2 separate regions of the Rattus norvegicus genome follow, and region 2 is linked to region 1. Evidence: chromatin contacts called from public Hi-C data. All regions are on one chromosome and are shown on one strand. The core of a region is the stretch at or near the end of the contact, and the rest is flanking DNA. Distances in the headings are between cores, read along the strand shown. Region 1 overlaps Trappc9 (trafficking protein particle complex subunit 9). Region 2 overlaps Trappc9 (trafficking protein particle complex subunit 9).

The links. A called contact is a pair of places that touch in the nucleus more often than the background predicts.
Region 2: a contact with region 1 is called in a Hi-C map of Schwann cells, with 6 times the contacts expected there. The contact joins two enhancer-like sites. A contact is called at or near these places in 5 of 12 Hi-C or Micro-C datasets (the A7r5 cell line, Schwann cells, frontal cortex and 1 more) and 1 of 1 datasets of contacts at active chromatin or transcription factors (oligodendrocytes).

Annotation. Positions count from the first base shown.
Region 1 is chr7:106,632,410-106,636,164 of GRCr8, forward strand. The region is part of intron 16 of Trappc9 (trafficking protein particle complex subunit 9); the gene reads right to left. Among named protein-coding and RNA genes, the nearest start is that of Trappc9, 250 kb to the right of the region's middle. Within about 2 kb of position 2,477, at least 55 of the 93 cell types and tissues checked have an H3K27ac peak or open chromatin away from gene starts, as enhancers often do. A contact at or near this core is called in the A7r5 cell line and Schwann cells, where this site is marked.
Region 2 is chr7:106,847,797-106,851,854 of GRCr8, forward strand. The region is part of intron 6 of Trappc9 (trafficking protein particle complex subunit 9); the gene reads right to left. Among named protein-coding and RNA genes, the nearest start is that of Trappc9, 38 kb to the right of the region's middle. Within about 2 kb of position 1,670, at least 15 of the 93 cell types and tissues checked have an H3K27ac peak or open chromatin away from gene starts, as enhancers often do. A contact at or near this core is called in the A7r5 cell line and Schwann cells, where this site is marked.

The DNA.
Region 1 (3,755 bases), core at 1,227-3,726:
CAGTGGGTTACCAGGTACGGGGCTCCAAAGTAACACAGCGCCACACAAGCTGACGTCATCAATTCAGCTTCCAGCTGTGCCTCCTCCTACATTCAGAGTAAAGTGATCTGCCCAGATCCTGGGGGAGCAGATGTTGCTATGATGCAGACTTAACAATTCCAGGTCTTAATTTGCAGCCACGACAATGAGGTTACCATCTGGGTGAGGGCGCTCGTTGTGCCTCCATCCCCAAGATAAGGGTATCTGCCTAGATTCCAATGCAGTGGGACAGTAAAATGATGATTTTCACTGTGCCACCAGCTCCAGGAAAACATCAGCCCGGATCCTTAATGCCCAGCTGCCACAGTGCATATATCCACATGGTAAAGGTGCTCGGTCTTACCATACCCAACCTTTGTGTGCAGCTGTGGCCACAGAGCTGCCCATGGGTTCTAAATACTCCACCTCCATTCCCAGAATAAAATCTTCTCTGATCCTTAGTATGCAGCCACCACAATGCAGCTGCCCACAAAATAAGGAAGGATGATTCACAGTGCCCTTATCCCTAGGGCCAAATAAATAAATGAATAAATAAATAGATAGATAAATAAATAATCAGCCCAGATCTTTAGCGCGCAGCAGTCGAAACATGGTCACACACAATTAAGGAAGCTCAGAAACGCCATCCCTGTGATAGATCCTCTTAGGCCTTTCAAATGCAGCTGTCACGACGCAGTTATCCACAAGTAAGGGTTTCTGTTATAGCAACACCTCAGGTTAAGATCCACTCGGGGATTTGGTACACAGCCAACACCATGCAGGCATCCACCAAGTAGTACGGACTCCGTTAAACCATCATCCCGAAATAAGGATATCCACTTAATTCCTTAGTGCGCAAGCAGCAGCCATATAGGGTGAGGCATTCTGAGGTTGTCTGTGCACAGCTCTGCTGCGCCACCATCCGCGGGAATAAAATTACCATGAAGAACCTTAGTGCGCCACCAAAACCATTTAAGCGATCCACCCTCTAAGGACGCTTCCTTGGGTATCCGTGTGCAGCTCCACTGTGCCTCTATTCCTAGGGTAAGAACATCCGTTCAGTCACTGAAGTGTAGCCACAAATACGTGTAATTCCCCAGGATTATGATAACAAAGAGCTGTGCAGGCGTTGGCTGAGTAATGGCGTACGCCCAGGTTCCAGCCAAGCGGGGAGACCTCCATGGCTCATCATTGTGCGACGACCACAATGCGCCTATCCACAGGGTGATAGCAAGCCTCTGTGCCAGCGTCTCCAGGGTAAAAAGATCAGCCAAGCTCCCAGTTGCATCGCAAACTGTAGGGTTCTGTGCTCGAAGGTATCTCAATGCTGCCCTCGCACGAGCCGCACCATCACAGACATCTGGGTTTTTTCGGCGCCTCCTTTTGCCCATTCCTCGGTCACATTGGTGTAAGAAAGCACCACGAATGAAAAATTCCCAGCTCCGTGGCTGTGTCGCAGCTCTTCTACCCAACCATCTTCAGAGAAAAGGCCGCGGATCTTCTCGGAGAGCCGGAGCTTCCTGAAGAGCCGCGGCAATGATCCTCTACATAGCACGGGCACTTGGATGGGCTATCCACACAGCCCAAAATCACAAAAAGATGGGATAACGATGGCCACCGGGTCCTCTTCGGTTCGTCGTCACAGAACCGTAGTAAAGAGATCCGCTCAGCTCCAAGCCGTGCCGCAGTCTGCAGTCTTTAGAGACGTCTGTGGAAATCTGGTGAGCAGGCAGCTGTGACGCAGTCTGCTGGGCGAGCCTGCTCAGATTTCAGTGCGCAGGTGCGGCAATGCGGCAATCTGCTGGTTATGGACACATTCTGAGGCGCCACCTACCGGGAAAGGACGACAGTCCAGGTCCTCCGTGCAATGAGGCCACACAGTTGATCAGCATGGCTCTATTGTGGCAGCATCTTTAGGATATTGGTGCGCAGCCACACTGGGCAGAGATCTGCAGCCTAACGATGCTCCACTAAATTGGCGGGGAAGGATATCCACACAAATACTCGGTACACCGCGGCCATAGCAGCAAGGCAGTCAACGGATCTCAGTACGCAGGCGTGGCAATGCGACAGTATGCACTTTAAGAATACATTCTATGGTGCCATCTAGCGGGTAAGAATGACTCTCTAGGTTCTTGGTGTGGGCGCACAGAGAGAAAGCGGGTGCCCATTGGTGACTGGCACACAACCCCAGTGGTGCAGCATCTTCTTGAGTTACCCATGCCGTCACACAAGATGACGATCCACAGACTAAGGATGCCCTGCCGGGTCTTCAGGGTGAGAGTGTCCATGCAGTAATCATTTGGCAAAAATGAATGCCTCACTATGTCCCACCTAGGACCAGGCTGCAGCTGCAAAAATGCTCAGTGTTAGGAACATAGCCGGGTCCACAGGAGAAGCATGGGTAACATCTGGCATTGCTGCGCGAGGCCCTGCCCACAGCTCTCCCTGCTTGGCCCCTCCTGGAGGGGGCGGGGTGGGGGAGAATTCTAGCTGCTTCGCTATTGCACAGACTATGGGAGACATAGACTACCCTTTTGCCGTGGTAACCTAAGGTGTCCTAGTGACGGAGGCGCAGGGTGACCAGTGTACCCTTACCCGACTGCCGAACCGATACTTTAACCCCGATTCATGAACGGTTTGCTAACAAGGAAGGACTATGTCTTCCAAAATGAGCTTTAAGAAGCTCATTGTGTTGTGTTGCCGGAAAGGGCCGAGCAACGGGGTTTCCGAGAACTCACCAGAGGGCAATTCATGACGCACTAATAATTTCTAACCAAAAGCTAAAAATTAAAAGTCTCACCTTTTTAAATTTCTAAATATCCCAGCAATATGGCATCTTGTAGCAAGGAAGCAAAGTATTTTTCATTTTATCTGTTGATCACGCTGGGGATCAACACACGGAATGCTCCCCCCACCCCAGGGAAGAGCCCCTGTGTCCTGGATGCTCCGGTTCTTTCTTCAGTATTCACAGAGGAGAGCCTTTTGTTAGTGAGATTCACACAGGAGGCAACAAGACGCTAGGAATCTACCAGAACCTTCCTTAAGAAATTAGGTAGGAATTTTACCGTTGTGCTGTTTCCTTTTTTGATGTGGTTGGGGGAGGGTAATTTTATAACTGTTCACTGGGTTACCTTCCTGCCTTCCGGTGGTCGTTATGGACCTCAGTAAAATCTTAAATTGCCTCCTGCAGGGACTGTTTGATTGACATTCGGCTCCTTTTGTTCCGAGGGGTTTTATATGCTAATTGTTAGCTTGCATCTGGCCTTCAGATCTGTAGAATGTAGTGAAGACTTGCTGAAACGCACGCCTCATACCACCTTGTAAAAGACAAACTATGTGGTCTCTCAAAGCTTACAGCCCTGTGTTAACTTTAATTTTGAAAGCACTAATGTTTTGTTTTTTTCTAGACAACATGGGTGAAAATAAAGGAAAGAGATGTATTAGATGTGTGTAAATTTAATTGAAAATCTTAACCTGTGCATCAGTGAAATTGAAAACCCAACCCGTGTATGTGTGAAGTCAGAACCTGCATTCGCATATCCTGAAAATAAACGTGTGTGTTTGTTAAATAAAACACAGGAAGCCAAATAAACTGGGGATTAGATGTTCCAAGAACATGCTTTCTGCAGTGGTAGCCAAACTCATTCCCTTGGTTTGGTTTGCTTTGGTTTGGTTTGATTTTACCCAGGGCCAGCTTTACCTCTCTCCTCAGCCTTTGGATCCTGACAGGGTGA
Region 2 (4,058 bases), core at 420-2,919, 210 kb after region 1:
AAATCCAAGATTCCCCAAGCCATGAGACCACAGTGACTTGCAAGTCCTCAAAGAGGGATTCTCGAGTATCCCTCTCACCCAACGTTAAAATCACAGCCGCCTGCAGGGCACAGAGGTCTGGCTTCTCTTATCACTTTTTCTGATCATAGTGGTGATCTGAATCTCAGCTCAATAGGCAGTGCCTTGTCCAAGTCGGAGGCCAGGGGAAGAGCAGAGCTGGCCCCCAAGACCACCTGATAGTCTCCGCAGATCTCTGATCCTCAGACTTCCACTCTCCTGAGGACTCTAAGTCAAGCCACACACCAGAATCCTGTTAGACCAGAAATGTCTCAGTTCTCTCTCCTTCTTCCTTTGCAGTAAGGAATGTAGCAGATGACCTTCCTCCCTCCCCATTCAATGGTTTCCTCGTGTGGATTCCTCCACGGACTGTCCTTGGAAGCCACTGGCCAGCTGGCCAGCTCTGACCTGTCACAGCATTACCTCAGCCCCTTCTGTAAGTGACACCCTTCCTTCCCCACTCTCCCAGCCATCTGACTCTGAGCTCAACCTGACAGGAGTACTAGGGCTGCAACCACCCTGGTGCCTACCCGGCTCTTGCAGGGTTTCCTTAGCAACAGCTTCATTAAGGAAACCCATCAAAAAAGAAATGTGCGGAGGCTGTTCTTGCATGTGAACGGAGTAGCCTGCATAAAATCTGAATGGAAAGAAAATTAACCAAAGACAAAGAGGTTGAAAGTCCCCTTAAAAGTCTCATAAAGGAAAATGTTTTTAAAGGGCACCAATCATTCCGGAACTTAAAGATGTGAGGAGGGGGAGGAACGGGCCTTGGTGTGACCCTGAGATGCTGGTCTAGTTTTGCAAACACTTCCTCACTAGCACTTTCTCTTAAGGTCACCTGCCATTTTCTGTTGAAAACAAAAATGTATTCAGTACCTGGCGCAGGTAGGGGTGGGGGAAGTGGAGCCACAGGACGGTGGGGTTTTTTTGGAATCACAGCAAGGGGGATTTAAAGAACAATAGGAGGCTTTGTGAGCTGAGCTGGGTCTCACCCTCAGTTTCCCCATCTTTAAAACTGGCTGCAACTGGTGAGGAAGCTGTCCAGACCTCTCTGGTGTCTGTTTAGCCCCAGATGGAGCCGCTACAAGCCCTGCAAGCCAGCTGCTGGGGAGACAGCCAGCACAGCCTTTCTTTGTTGCGCCTTATTCTGCATTGCAACAATGCTTATGTTCCTGGGATGAATGCCTCCTGAGCTGCCCCATAGAAGGGATCCAGTGGGAGCCTGTTCTCTTTTTCTGTGGCTCTGACTCACTTGGGAATTGTTTACTTCCACATCTATTGTTTACCAGCGGATTCCCGCTCCACTCCTCTCCCACTCGGCTCCGCCAGTGCAGACCATGACTGCAGCTCACTGGACTCTGGAGCAGGCAAGCAGGTGGACAGACATGCTTTGCCTAGTCTGGCTCCTGCCCATCCCAGATGGGAGGGAGGCGAAGGAACCGGAAGGGTGCATGAAAACACGTCCCAGAGACCCCTCACCTCTAAGCCACCATCTTATTTGGTGCTGGGGCCCTTGTTCCCTTTTCCAAGTTCTCCCTCTGTGGGTATGGCTGGCCACATTTAGACCGTAGAATCTCAAGGAACAGATTCGTAATTCAAGAAGAATGTGAATGGATGCCAGTGAGGTCTGCGGCCTCCTCACAACCCTGGTGTTCCCAGCGGATATATGTCACTAAGTGTGTATGCATTCCTGTAGCATTTGCAATTTTCAAGGAGTGGCTGTGAGTGAGACCCAGCTCAGCTCACGAAGTCTCCCATTGTTCTTTAAATTCTATTCGCTGTGATTCCAAAAGCCCAACCATTCTGGGCTTGCTCTCCACAGAAGACAGGCTGAAAGGGTGCAGGGCTCCTCCAGCCCAAACGGAGGAAATGATGACTGGAGTCCCAGCCCCTCTCTTCTCATGAACCTTGTCCTTTGCCTGTGAAACCTTCATGGCCAGATCTGTACACTGTCAGCTATTTGCTGCCATTTGGGAGCACCAGATAATTACTACAAACCACTTGCCTAAACCAGTCAACACACGCAGGTCACCCTGTGCCTGCACATGCAGGTCACCCTGTGCCTGCACGCAGAAGAAGGATCCTGCGTCTACTTTGCAGAGCACCGCTAAAGCCCAATGTCTCATTCTCCAGGTCTGAGTTTTTGGTTTTCCGAGACAGGGTTTCTCTGGAACTGGACTCCCTTCGTAGACCAGGCTGGCCTGAAACTCAAGAGATCTGCCTACCTCTGCTTCCTGAGTGCTGGGATTAAAGGCCTGTGCCACTACCGGCTCATGCAAGGCTTCTTAAGGACAGATGGAACCTGCACTAATCACATCTCCACGCCTTCCAAAATGTCCACCATTTGCTGAAGTCCTTCGTTACCATCAGCTCCACAGTGGAACACACTTGAATAAGAACCAAAAGCTTGTTCTATTTCAGAAAAACTACGGGTCCTTCTCTTTACTGTGATTATAAAATCACACCAGAAATCATTATTTCACTGCCTTGTCAACTAGCAGACAAACATCAGGATGAGTCAAAGACCGCAAAGTGCCTTCCTCTTGGGCAGAATACGAAAGGCCAGGCTGGTAACCGCCCTGTGCCGCAGGGCCACCATTGCCACGGAGTATTGCTGCCCTCTAGTGTTTGCCAGACGCTGAGCACTGCCATAGCAGAACTGATCCAGACTGCAGTGCCCAACTGTGAATACCCTTTGCAGTGAGTCCAAATCCCCTCCCTTTAATCTGCGAATCTGACTTCAGTAAGTGCAGAGAGTGAAGACCCACAGGACTGTAGAGGCGGAGCAGGGCTGGGGTGCCTGGCAGCCTCCCAGTACTCCAAACCAAGTAAGCCCAACAGACTCCATTTCCCAGACCTTCCAGGTCTGCTGGGAGCCTCTTCTGTGGTCAAAGCTGTCTCCTGAAGCCCTGGGCCTGATGATAACAGCAGTAGCCCACTGCAGAGCAGTGGAGGGACACAGGACCATATAATCTAAACCCAGCCTCCTGGCTACAACAAACTTCAAGGCTTCCCTGGACCCTTTCCAGTCTACCTGATGCGGCCTAGCACTCTGCACTCGGAAGCACGGCTTACATCAGGGTCCCACCCTCTTGCCCTGTGTGTTGCCCTCCCTGTCCACTGGCAAACCTACACCAGCTTGACCCCAGCTGGCTCTCCACGCTCCAGGCCAGTGAGGCTCTAGCAGCCAACCTCTGCTCTTCAGCCACTTTGGCAGTCACTTCCCCTTGTCATGGCTCCATGTCTGTGGGGCAGGCACTGGTGGGTCTTCAATGTCCAGGGCCTCAGTCAGTGCATAGTTCTCTAAGTTTGTATATACCTGGCATGGGGCATCCCACTCTCCAGTCCTCTACAAGGACTAGAGCCTCAGCATCCCTAAAAACCATAGCTTCAGGGGCAGGCGGGACGGCTCAACAGGTGAAGGTACTTGTCACTAAGCCTAATTTACATTCAATACCCAGGACCCATAAGGAGGAGGAGAGAACAGACTATCCAAGTGGTCCTCTGAGCACTTGCATGCTGTGGCACACGTGCCCACATGCATGTGCAGATATGCACAAATAAAATAAATACAACTGTAACACACACACACACACACACACACACACACACACACACACACACACACAGCTTGGCCTAGTATTGAATCCTGGGTTGAACCAAGTCAAACAGTAACTTTCAGCATTACTAGAGACTGACACCTATCTCCTCTTGGGCCATTTCCCAGGTAACTAAAGCTTCTATGGCAAAGTACCAGGTTTTTGCCTCTTCTGGAAACCAACAGAGAACAGAACTTGGGGACCTCCCCTAGCCTTCCCTAAGGGCCCAGGGTGCACCTGGCTCCCAGTGCGCCCCCACTTTGAGGTCTTGGGTGCTCTTACCCCACATGAAATGGCCAGCAATCCTGGGGCAAGCTTCCTTTATGGGCCTCATTCTGTGTTCGTCTCTCCCTCTGTGGTTGACCTGACAACAGACACCTCAGCTACTTAGAGGTGGCCTCA